Linked DNA regions of Sus scrofa: region 2 is linked to region 1. A link is a contact called in public promoter capture Hi-C data. All regions are on one chromosome and are shown on one strand. Each heading gives the region's core, a stretch centred on a gene start, on an enhancer-like site or on the middle of the called end of the contact. The rest is flanking DNA. Distances are from core to core; before and after follow the strand shown. Region 1 has its middle 27 kb from the start of KLHL31. Region 2 holds the start of GCLC (glutamate--cysteine ligase catalytic subunit).

The links. Promoter capture Hi-C pulls out the DNA fragments that hold promoters and counts their contacts.
Region 2: a contact with region 1 is called in a promoter capture Hi-C map of fetal liver, with 2.9 times the contacts expected there. The contact joins the promoter of GCLC here to the enhancer-like site in region 1. A contact is called at or near these places in 3 of 5 promoter capture datasets (fetal liver and liver), 15 of 47 Hi-C or Micro-C datasets (alveolar macrophages, embryonic fibroblasts, fetal liver and 6 more) and 2 of 2 datasets of contacts at active chromatin or transcription factors (alveolar macrophages and skeletal muscle).

What each region holds. Positions count from the first base shown.
Region 1 is chr7:27,113,289-27,118,090 of Sscrofa11.1, forward strand. No RefSeq gene overlaps it. Among named protein-coding and RNA genes, the nearest start is that of KLHL31, 27 kb to the left of the region's middle. Within about 2 kb of position 2,088, at least 19 of the 83 cell types and tissues checked have an H3K27ac peak or open chromatin away from gene starts, as enhancers often do. A contact at or near this core is called in alveolar macrophages, fetal liver and retroperitoneal adipose tissue, where this site is marked.
Region 2 is chr7:27,207,692-27,212,197 of Sscrofa11.1, forward strand. It overlaps GCLC (glutamate--cysteine ligase catalytic subunit), which reads left to right and starts at 1,877. Exons shown (of 16, transcript XM_003482164.4): 1 at 1,877-2,482. The coding sequence starts at 2,333.

The DNA.
Region 1 (4,802 bases), core at 838-3,337:
TCCTCAGGGTGGAATCTGGACTTGGACTCCAGCTCCTGCCTTCAGACCCTCCCAGTATACACATGGTGCTCAGAGCACCAAGGAGAAGTGACAGTAACGTTTTCTTTTTTTCTTTTTTTTTTTTTTTTAGGGCCACACTTGTGGCATATGGAGGTTTCCAGGCTAGGAGTCAAATCGGAGCTATAGCTGCCCGCTTACACCACAGCAAAGCCGGATCCCTAACCCACTAAGCAAGGCCAGGGATCAAACCAGCAACCTCATGGTTCGTAGTCAAATTCGTTTCTGTACCGACAGGAATTCCCTACAGTAATGTTTCTACCAAATTGTTTTAACCGCCATCCAGAGCAGATAAGGATATATTTATTCTAATCACAAATGCTCAACAGTCAAGTTCATTCTCTTCAATATTCAACTGGGAAAAAAAAAATCAATCTTCTAAAATTTTAAAAAAGAAAATGCTGCCTGCCTGACAGCCCAGGGTTCCCACTTTCTCCCAGTGATCTGCACACCTGTGAGGCCCTCCCTACTCTGTTGTACTTCTCACCTCCACCTACAGAAATTCCTCTCCTCCCTAAACTCAGCTTAAGTGCAGCTCCTCCTTGTGCCCAGATGCCAGAAATAGCGGCCTCTCTGGAAGTCCCTCAGTTTAGTGGGTAAGGAGAACCCAGGCCCCCAGGAAGTCTGCCTGAGTCTGAATCTCCACCCTGCTACTTACTAGCAAACTTTCTGCCTCAGTCCCTTACCTGTAAGGGGGAGGCTATGGTGGCCATGCTAACAATAGCATGGTCGTTACAGGGTTACTGAAGGGATTAATAACACAATGCATGTGGAGCACACCTGATGACACAGGCAATATCCAATAAATACTAACAGTCAAGTTCCATTTCTATGCAGGATTTTCTTTTTTTTTTTTTTCTTTTTCTTTTTCTTTTGAGGGTTGCACCTGCGGTATATGGATTCCCAAGCTAGGGGGCGACCTACACCACAGCCACAGCAACGTGGGAGCCGAGGTGTGTCTGCAACCTATACCACAGCTCATGGCAAACTCCAGATCCCCAACCCACTGAGCAAGGCCAGGGTAGAACCTGCATCTTCATGGATGCTAATTGGATTTGTTTCCACCTCGCCATAACGGGAACTCCTCTATGCCAGTTTTTTGTCCTGCATCAGGGAGCTATTCTCTGAGGATGGGAGCTGTTTCTCTAGCGCCCCTTGCTTAGAACATACATTCTGTCCTTGGCCTATCATTTAATTTCCTAAAGTCTCAGTCCTTATCTGTAAAAAGCAGTTAACGTAGTAATCAAAACCAATAATGTATATTAAAGCACATGGCACAGTGCTGGTCCTATAATAAATCAGCCATATATTTTAGCCATTGTTTCGTGCTTAAGAGTCTATACGGGGGGAAGGGACAAATTAGGATTAACAGCTAAGGGATAAATTGGGATTAACAGCTACACACTACTATACACAAAATAGATAACCAACAGAGACCTACTATAGAGCACAGGGAACTATACTCAATATTCTGAAATAACCTATAAAGGAAAAGAATCTGAAAAAGAAAAAATATATATGTATGCATGTGTAACTGAATTACCGAGCTGTACATCTGAAACTAACACAACATTGTAAATCAACTTCAATTTCTTTTTTTTGTAAAAAAGGGTCTATGTGAAATCTATATTAAAGGGTTAAGGCTCTTATATATATATACACTGTGTTTCTCGGACAGTATTTTCTGGCCTTAACAGCTGAAATTACAGATCAAAATTTGAATATTAAAAAAAAAGGAATATGAGAAACGGAGTCAGAGAGAGCAGTGTCAGGAGGCTCAGGGCTGGGAAGCCCGCAGGAGGCCACCTTTAAAAGATCTATGATCCACAAGAGATAAGAAGCCCTCAACTCTACTCCTGGAAGAAGCATCACCTCCTGATGAAGGCGGAGGAGATGAGGAAAGGAAAGCAACTTTGGGAGAAGGTAAGAGGACACGTAAGATGAAGGAAAGGGCGGCAGAGGGACAGAGGAAGGAGGGAGACGGGGGAGGGAGAGGCAGACAGACGAGAAGACAGGGCAGAGAGCGTGTCTGTGACTGAGGAAGTGCTCATCTGAGGTGGGGGTGGATGGAGCATGACAGCCCTGGAGAGTGTCAGGAAAATCCAATGGGGTGGTGGTTTGTCCCAACACTTGCAGGTTGCGGATATGGCAGATATCGTGGACTCCATGGGCCAGTCCCATGTCTCAAAGAAGAGTCCACACCCTGCTTAACTGTGGCACTAATTCAGGAAGGTGCCAGCCAGATCCAGGACTCAACTCTACTCTCCCTGTTAACAAAGAATATTTTTGCTTGGTTTTGATATAGGCTGACTATCCCAGTAAGCCGTTTGATTAGAAGGAAAATTGTGTGTTGCTTTGCTGTCCATTCTTTTTTTTAAAAAAAAAATCAGAGGATGAATATAGGTTTTTATGCTTGTAACTTAACTTCTTCACCACCGGAAGAGCTCAGCTACTGTGGTAAAGGCTGCTGGTGGTGAGTGAGTCACACAGACACTCTTGAATCAGCGCATCTCTGCCCTTGTGGCTTTGCAGAGATGCACGGATGGGTGCAAGCATTTGAGCTACACCACTATGACTTTATTGATCCTGAGAATATCGAACTACTTAATTCTCATTCCTTTTATTTTTTCGCTTTATTTAAAAAAATATTTTTAAAAAATCTGGGGGGCCACACAGTGGCATGTGGAAGTTCCTGGGCCAAGGGCAGAACCCTTGCTGCAGCCGTAGCATAGGTCCCAACAACGGCCAGTCAACCCCCTGAGCCACAAGGGAACTTCTCTTATTTTTTCTTTATGTTTCAGTTGAGGCATTCTATAAATAGGTTACATGATCTATGAAAGTCATTTTAGGATAAAAGAGTTAATTTTTTTTTTATAGACAGGGGTACTGGAGACAATGGGATTGAACCCACCCTAGAAACATTTCTGACCCATCCTTTCCCTTAATTCTCTTCCCTCTTGACCACTCCAGCAGTGGGAGCTAGAGGCCTGCAGGAGCTCCCCCAAAGGGCACTAGACTCCAGCCTTCTCTGTTCCTGGGTCTCTGACACACACACACATATGTACTGTAAGGAAACAGACCTACAAATGGTCACTATCACTAATTTTATTGTATAATATAGCATGATTTAAAAAAATTAAAATTTGAGAATGTTATGGTGTATCGAGGGTGTGTGCTTAGTTGGAAAAAATGTAACTTCTTAAAAATGGTGCCCACATGGCCTACATTATTCCAAGAGTGAGAGACCTCTGTAACATCATCCAATCATGAGCCCTTGAGCTGGACTCCAGAGGCCATCTAATTTTGTCCCCTTTTTGCAAAGACGATCCTGCAACACTGGCCAAGCACACAGTCCCAAATGTTGCATTAGTTTAAAAAGGATAAAAAACACAAATGTTCCATGAGGAGGACATTACAACATTCAGATCCAGGGTGGGAGTATTTCCCAGGTTAGAAATCCAAGGTAGGACTTGGCAGCCAGACACCCTGGGTGCATCCTCGGAGCTCCAGCCCCCACCAGCCTTGTGGCCAGCACATTTTACGTATTATTGCTGTAAATCATATTCCTGGGCTGTCAAGTGAGGGGAGCAGTGGCACCTGCCTCACAGGGTGCTCGTGAGGATGTACAGCATTATCTGCTGTCAGCACCGAGAGGAGTGTTTGGCACCTAGGAAGCCCTCAGCACCTGTTAGCTAGTACAATCCTTCCTGGGAAATTTCCTTACCTGGACCCAGGCAGGCCCATGGGAACAGGTGAGCAGGTCAGAATGACTTAGCAGCGCCTCTGTGCAATCCTAATGCCAGGTGCAGGGTGTTCTTCATATCCATGTCATCAAACACAGATCAAATTAGAGAGGAAAGCTCTACAGGAAAACAAAGACTCCAGAGAATTCCCCTCTGACAGGCACAGACCAAGACAAAAGGAGTTATGTGAGCACTAGCCATATATTCAGAAGAGTGTAGACAATACACTGCTTTGTTATATCTCATGAGTGCATAGCACCCAAAGATGCCGCTAATACAGTAGAACAACAGCTGACGTATCAGGTTTTGTAGTCATACTACCCGGCTGACTGTTTGCCAAACTGCCTTCGGCACTGGCCCTGAATTCGCCTAACAAAAAGAGGAAAAGTATTAAAATGCTCACTTCCATTTGACTTTAAAAGTCACAGACTCTCTGAAAGATAAATCAAAATAAAGCCAGAAGGTAGCCTGTGCAATTGATGACAGGATGACTAGGTTTATTCCATAAGAAGGAAGATGACTGACACACATGAGCAGAGGGGAACACTGCAACAGAACTGATTTCTAGTTATTATTTTATGGGTGGTGGGTCAGTCCAAGGCTGTCATAACAAAGAACCACAAACTGGGAGGCTTGAAACAGATAAATTTATTCTTCCATAGTTCTGGAAGCCAGAGGCCCCAAAATCAAGGTGCTAGCATGGTTGATTCCTTCTGGAAGGGGCTGTGAGGAAGTTTCATGCTTCTCTCCCAGCTTCTGGAAGTTACCAGCCATCCCTGGCATTTTGTATCGGTAGCTATATCGCTTCAGGCTCTACTTCCGTTGCGACATGGCCTCCTCCTCTGTGTGTGTCTCTGCCCAAACATCCCTCTTCTTATGAAAACACTCGTTGTGTTGGATTGGAGCCACCCTAGTGACCTCAGTTTCACCTGTAAAGACCTTTTTTCCAAATAAGCTCACATTCCCAAGTACCAAGGGTTAGTATTTCAACATCTCTTGGGG
Region 2 (4,506 bases), core at 627-3,126, 94 kb after region 1:
ATTAGTAATGAGATATTTCTTTTCTTTTTGTGTATTAACTCTTTGAATCTGGTGTTTGTATTACACTCAGCACATCTCCAGTCCACTAAATTTTCTTTGGAAACACTTGACCTGTAATTCAATTTCATGAAACTAACTGATGAAGAAGTGGATTCACATTCTCAACCTGTTCCAAATTTACTTAGAAGTTTTCCAGAAACCAAATGGAATATCGATTTTATATTTTTGTAGATTAAAACTAAAATTTAGTTTCTCAAATTAGCCACATTTCAAATGCTCAGCCACCTGTGGCTGATGGCTATTGTGTTAAACAATGCAAGGTATGCATATGTGAGATGAGATTGTGAGAACTACAAAATGATCCTTTGGACACTTTACCTGGATGTGACCAACAATGTCGTCCCTCTCCACCCCCACATGGCCTGCCTTCCATAGGAAGCTAATGTTTATACCAAGCAGTTTTAAAGGTACAAAAGGCATAAATCCTCTCTATTCCAGAGGGAACTAGTATATAGTATAGAGATTTTTTTTTTAATGATTCTATCATAATGTAGAAATAGAGACATGTACAGATATAACCAAAGTACAGAGAGGAGTAACTGGGACTCAAAGAATGAAAAGAACGTGTCACAGGGAGAATTCCAAGCAGAAAAAACGGGAGAAATCCAGGACCACACAGGTCTAGTGAGGTGGTGGGCAGAATACAAGGAAGATCCCGCTGTGGACAAGTTAGAATGAGGTTTAGTTTTCATCCTGGCTGTTGAAAAGGGGGATTGAAACATCTCCTGAGCCTCAAACACCATTACATCCCCACCCACACTCCAGACACACCCCCACACACACTCCAGACACCCCCCAACACTCCAAACATACATACACAGCCACCCCACACTCCAGACACACACACACACACACACACACACACACACACAGACAAACACACACCTGTGACCATTACAGACAGATCCTGCATATCCATATCCCCAAGCTCCTAGATGGGCACATCCAATAAGGATGTGGGAGAATAAACTTCGATCATATATCCACAGAGCAGTCAAGAAGTACTTGCTAAATGTTAACTTCGTGGCATGAGGGAAGTGGGCACAATAAATACATGCTTTCAGGCCTCAGTACCTGTATGATCCAGTTGCTGTCAATTTCCCCCCAGCTGTCATTTCATGGCTCTGTCACACATTTTTTTGAACAATTAAAATTACCTGGGGGAGATATACCTGGTTCCTTCCCTTTCCCGCCAGCCTAGGGCCAACCCCAGTTCTTTCTAGTATCTTCTAACCCCTGTGGTAAGCTCACATGAACACCATTTTAATCACTTAATGGATAAATCTTAGGTTTGGATGGGGAATACACTTTGGAGATGATTCATCTAACGATCCTTCCGGAGATGTTGACAACTCCCCTTTTGTTGCAATTAATAGTGTCTGTATCATCTGCTACCAAATAGTGAGACTGCACAAGTACTTTAATACATACATGTCTGAAAACGTGTAGACAAATTTTCTTGCCACACCCTGCTGCTCTCGCCCCGCTTTTATGAGACCCTCCTCACCTACAAAAATATCTAGTGGATTCTTCATTAATTCGAATAATCAAATTTCTTCACGAACCCAGAGTTTATCTTTTTGGATTAGAGAAAACGGATTTTCACACAGCGCGTTTGCTTAAAACGAGGCTGACCCGGCTCCTCGCCGCCGAGCCCCTCCCCTTGGACTCCGCCCTAACCACGCCTATGCACTCCTCCCCCGCCTCCTCCCTAGGCCCCTGGGGGCGATCGGCCACGCCTCCTCTCTTGCACCGCCTCCTTTCCCCGCCCCCGCCCGCAGTCTATAAAATCCGGAGCTGCGGATCGCTCACGGGAGCGGCGAGCTAGTGGGTAGGCGGACTGGGCATGCTCCGCGGCGGCGCAGGTTTTGGTCATAAGTAGGAAGAAGCTAGAGCACGACACCGGCAAAGAGAAGCGGGAGCTGCCGGCGCACCGCGGCTGTGGGGGCCGCCGCCGCCGCCTCGGAGCAGGAGCGGGGCGGGACTCGAGCGGGCGAGGGTCCAGGCCGTCGGGCAGAGGGCCACCCAGCCTCCCCTCCCGTCCGCTTCTGTCCGCGCGGTGCGCCGGACGTCTGGGTCGGTCGCCCGAGCGGCGAGGACCCCGTGCCCAGGAGCGGACCGGACCCTCATTCTGCCGACTGCGGCCCGAGGGCGCCCCCGCGGGGCCAAGCCGCCCTCGCCTTCTGCGGGCAGCTGAGTGTCCGGCCCGGGCTGCGCGCCCGGAGCCCGGAGCGGCCGCCACTAGCCCGGGGGACCAGGATAGGGGGCGGCCATGGGGCTGCTGTCCCAGGGCTCGCCCCTGAGCTGGGAGGAGACCCAGCGCCACGCCGACCACGTGCGACGGCACGGGATCCTCCAGTTCCTGCACATCTACCACGCCGTCAAGGACCGGCACAAGGACGTGCTCAAGTGGGGCGACGAGGTGAGCACCCCCGCCACCCCGCGCCCCTTTGTTCCGCGAGACGCGGCCCCGGCCCCGGGCAGCTCGCGCCCTGCGCTGCCCCGAGGGTCCCCGCCGCTCCCGCGAGGGTCCAGCACCGCCCAGGGCTGTCCAGGCCCCTGCTCCGAGTCTCTGGCCAGACTTCTCTTTTCCATTCATTCATTCGGGGTTCCTCTCCATTCAGCAAATGCGGATAGGCGCTGGGAGGGTATAAGCGTGGAAAAGTGTGATACTGGGTGCCTGGAGGAGTTTTCAGGCTGGGGTGTTAGGCGACCGCCTAGCGACCCACCGTTCTGTCTCAAAATGCCGTTAACATGAAGAAGGCCGGTTGCTGTTGAGAATCAGGTTTCAGGATTCACTTGCGCCCCACCTCCTCCAGGTACCTGTTAAACCTCCAGCTTATCAGCCACCTTGCACCACCACCACTTTATAGGTAAAAGTTGAAACAAATTATGGCTCAGCTTTCCTAAAGGAGAGGAATCTTCCTGGTCCTTTTTAATTCTAAATGCAGACTGCTAGAGCTTCAAAATTCGGCTTTGTTAGCGCCTTTTCATGGCCTAGATTTAGCATAGAAACTTTCTGAATCCGTGCTTCCACATGTGTGCTGTTTCAGTGTAACGTCCGTAGATTCTCACTGTGTTGAACCATTGTCATTGGAATGATCTGGAAAGCATTGCCTCCTGTTAGATTTAGTCTTTTCTCGCGAAAAGACGTTTATGCCTTCCCCTCCTGTCTTTAAAAGTCACGTGTATTATAGTTCACATAATCAAATGACTTCTCGAAAAGTCCATCTGTATTTTTCATGTTTTTACCTTTTGCTGCCCAGAGCTTGCTCAGGTGTAAATAATTTATCTTCTGGTCAGTGTAATCACTATTGACCTAAGTGTCATGGTGCTGCTGTGTCCGTCCGGAATCTCTCCCTGCAAAAAGTTAGTTTTTCTGTGAGTGGAAAATGATTCTGCCTCTTAAGTTGAAGGAATTGTGCTGTTTTAAGCTAGAAAAGTAAGGCTGGTAATTCATGTTTATGCACCAAGTGATTTTCTGTACTTTATTGGACAGAAAAGGGCTAGGGTATGTGTTTGGTGATAATTCTTTGCTTTTAGTCTAAAGCTAATTAATTTTTTTTACAGCATCTGCCATCATATATATTCATTTGTGTATCAGGTGTATTTTATTATCTATCCTCTGTACTATCTAGATTATTTTAGATTTAAACATGCTGCTCATTTGTTGGTATATTTTATTTTTTAGGGCCGCAGGTGTGGCATATGGAAGTTCCCAGGCTAGGGGTCGAATCAGAGCTGCCGGTCTACACCACAGCAATGCCACATCTGAGCAGCGTCTTTGACCTCCACCATACATAGCTCAAGGCAACACTGCATCCTTAACCCACTGAGCGAGGCCAGGGATCAAACCCTCATCCTCATTAATACTTTTGGGTTTGTTTCCTAGGAGCTACAATGGGAACTCCTGTTAAATTCTGCTTCAGTCATGTCTGGGTAGAGTGCAGGATTTTCAAAAAGAATAAAATTCCTGTTTGCATGTATTGACAGTCCACTGGGAAATAGGCAGCCTGACACAAAGGGAAGAATTGAGATTGTGAGGACTGCCCAGGTGGTTAAGAAAAACAATCCCCCACTCTTTCTACTCCTGTAATAGCACTTCAGTGAAACCTTGGTCTCCCCCAGGTTGGTTCTCTCTCCTCTCCTTGACCAGCGGCTTGCAGAGGCTTAACTCTCCCTTGTGGTACCTCTGCATCTCTGGGCAGAGAGAAGGTATGTATGACTTTGGGGAGGGGTTTGTCTTATACCTGAGTATTTGCTGATGCTTCTGTTCCTCTACTGTCATGTACAGGGACTCATTCTTATGTTATAGAGCATTATTTTTCAAACTGGAGGTCACGATCCGTTAGTGGGTTGAGAAATAAATTTAGAAGATGTTAGAAATCTGAAGTCCTTGTTTCTTTACAGCATCTGACATCTTATTTAATGCAGCTGACACTTGAA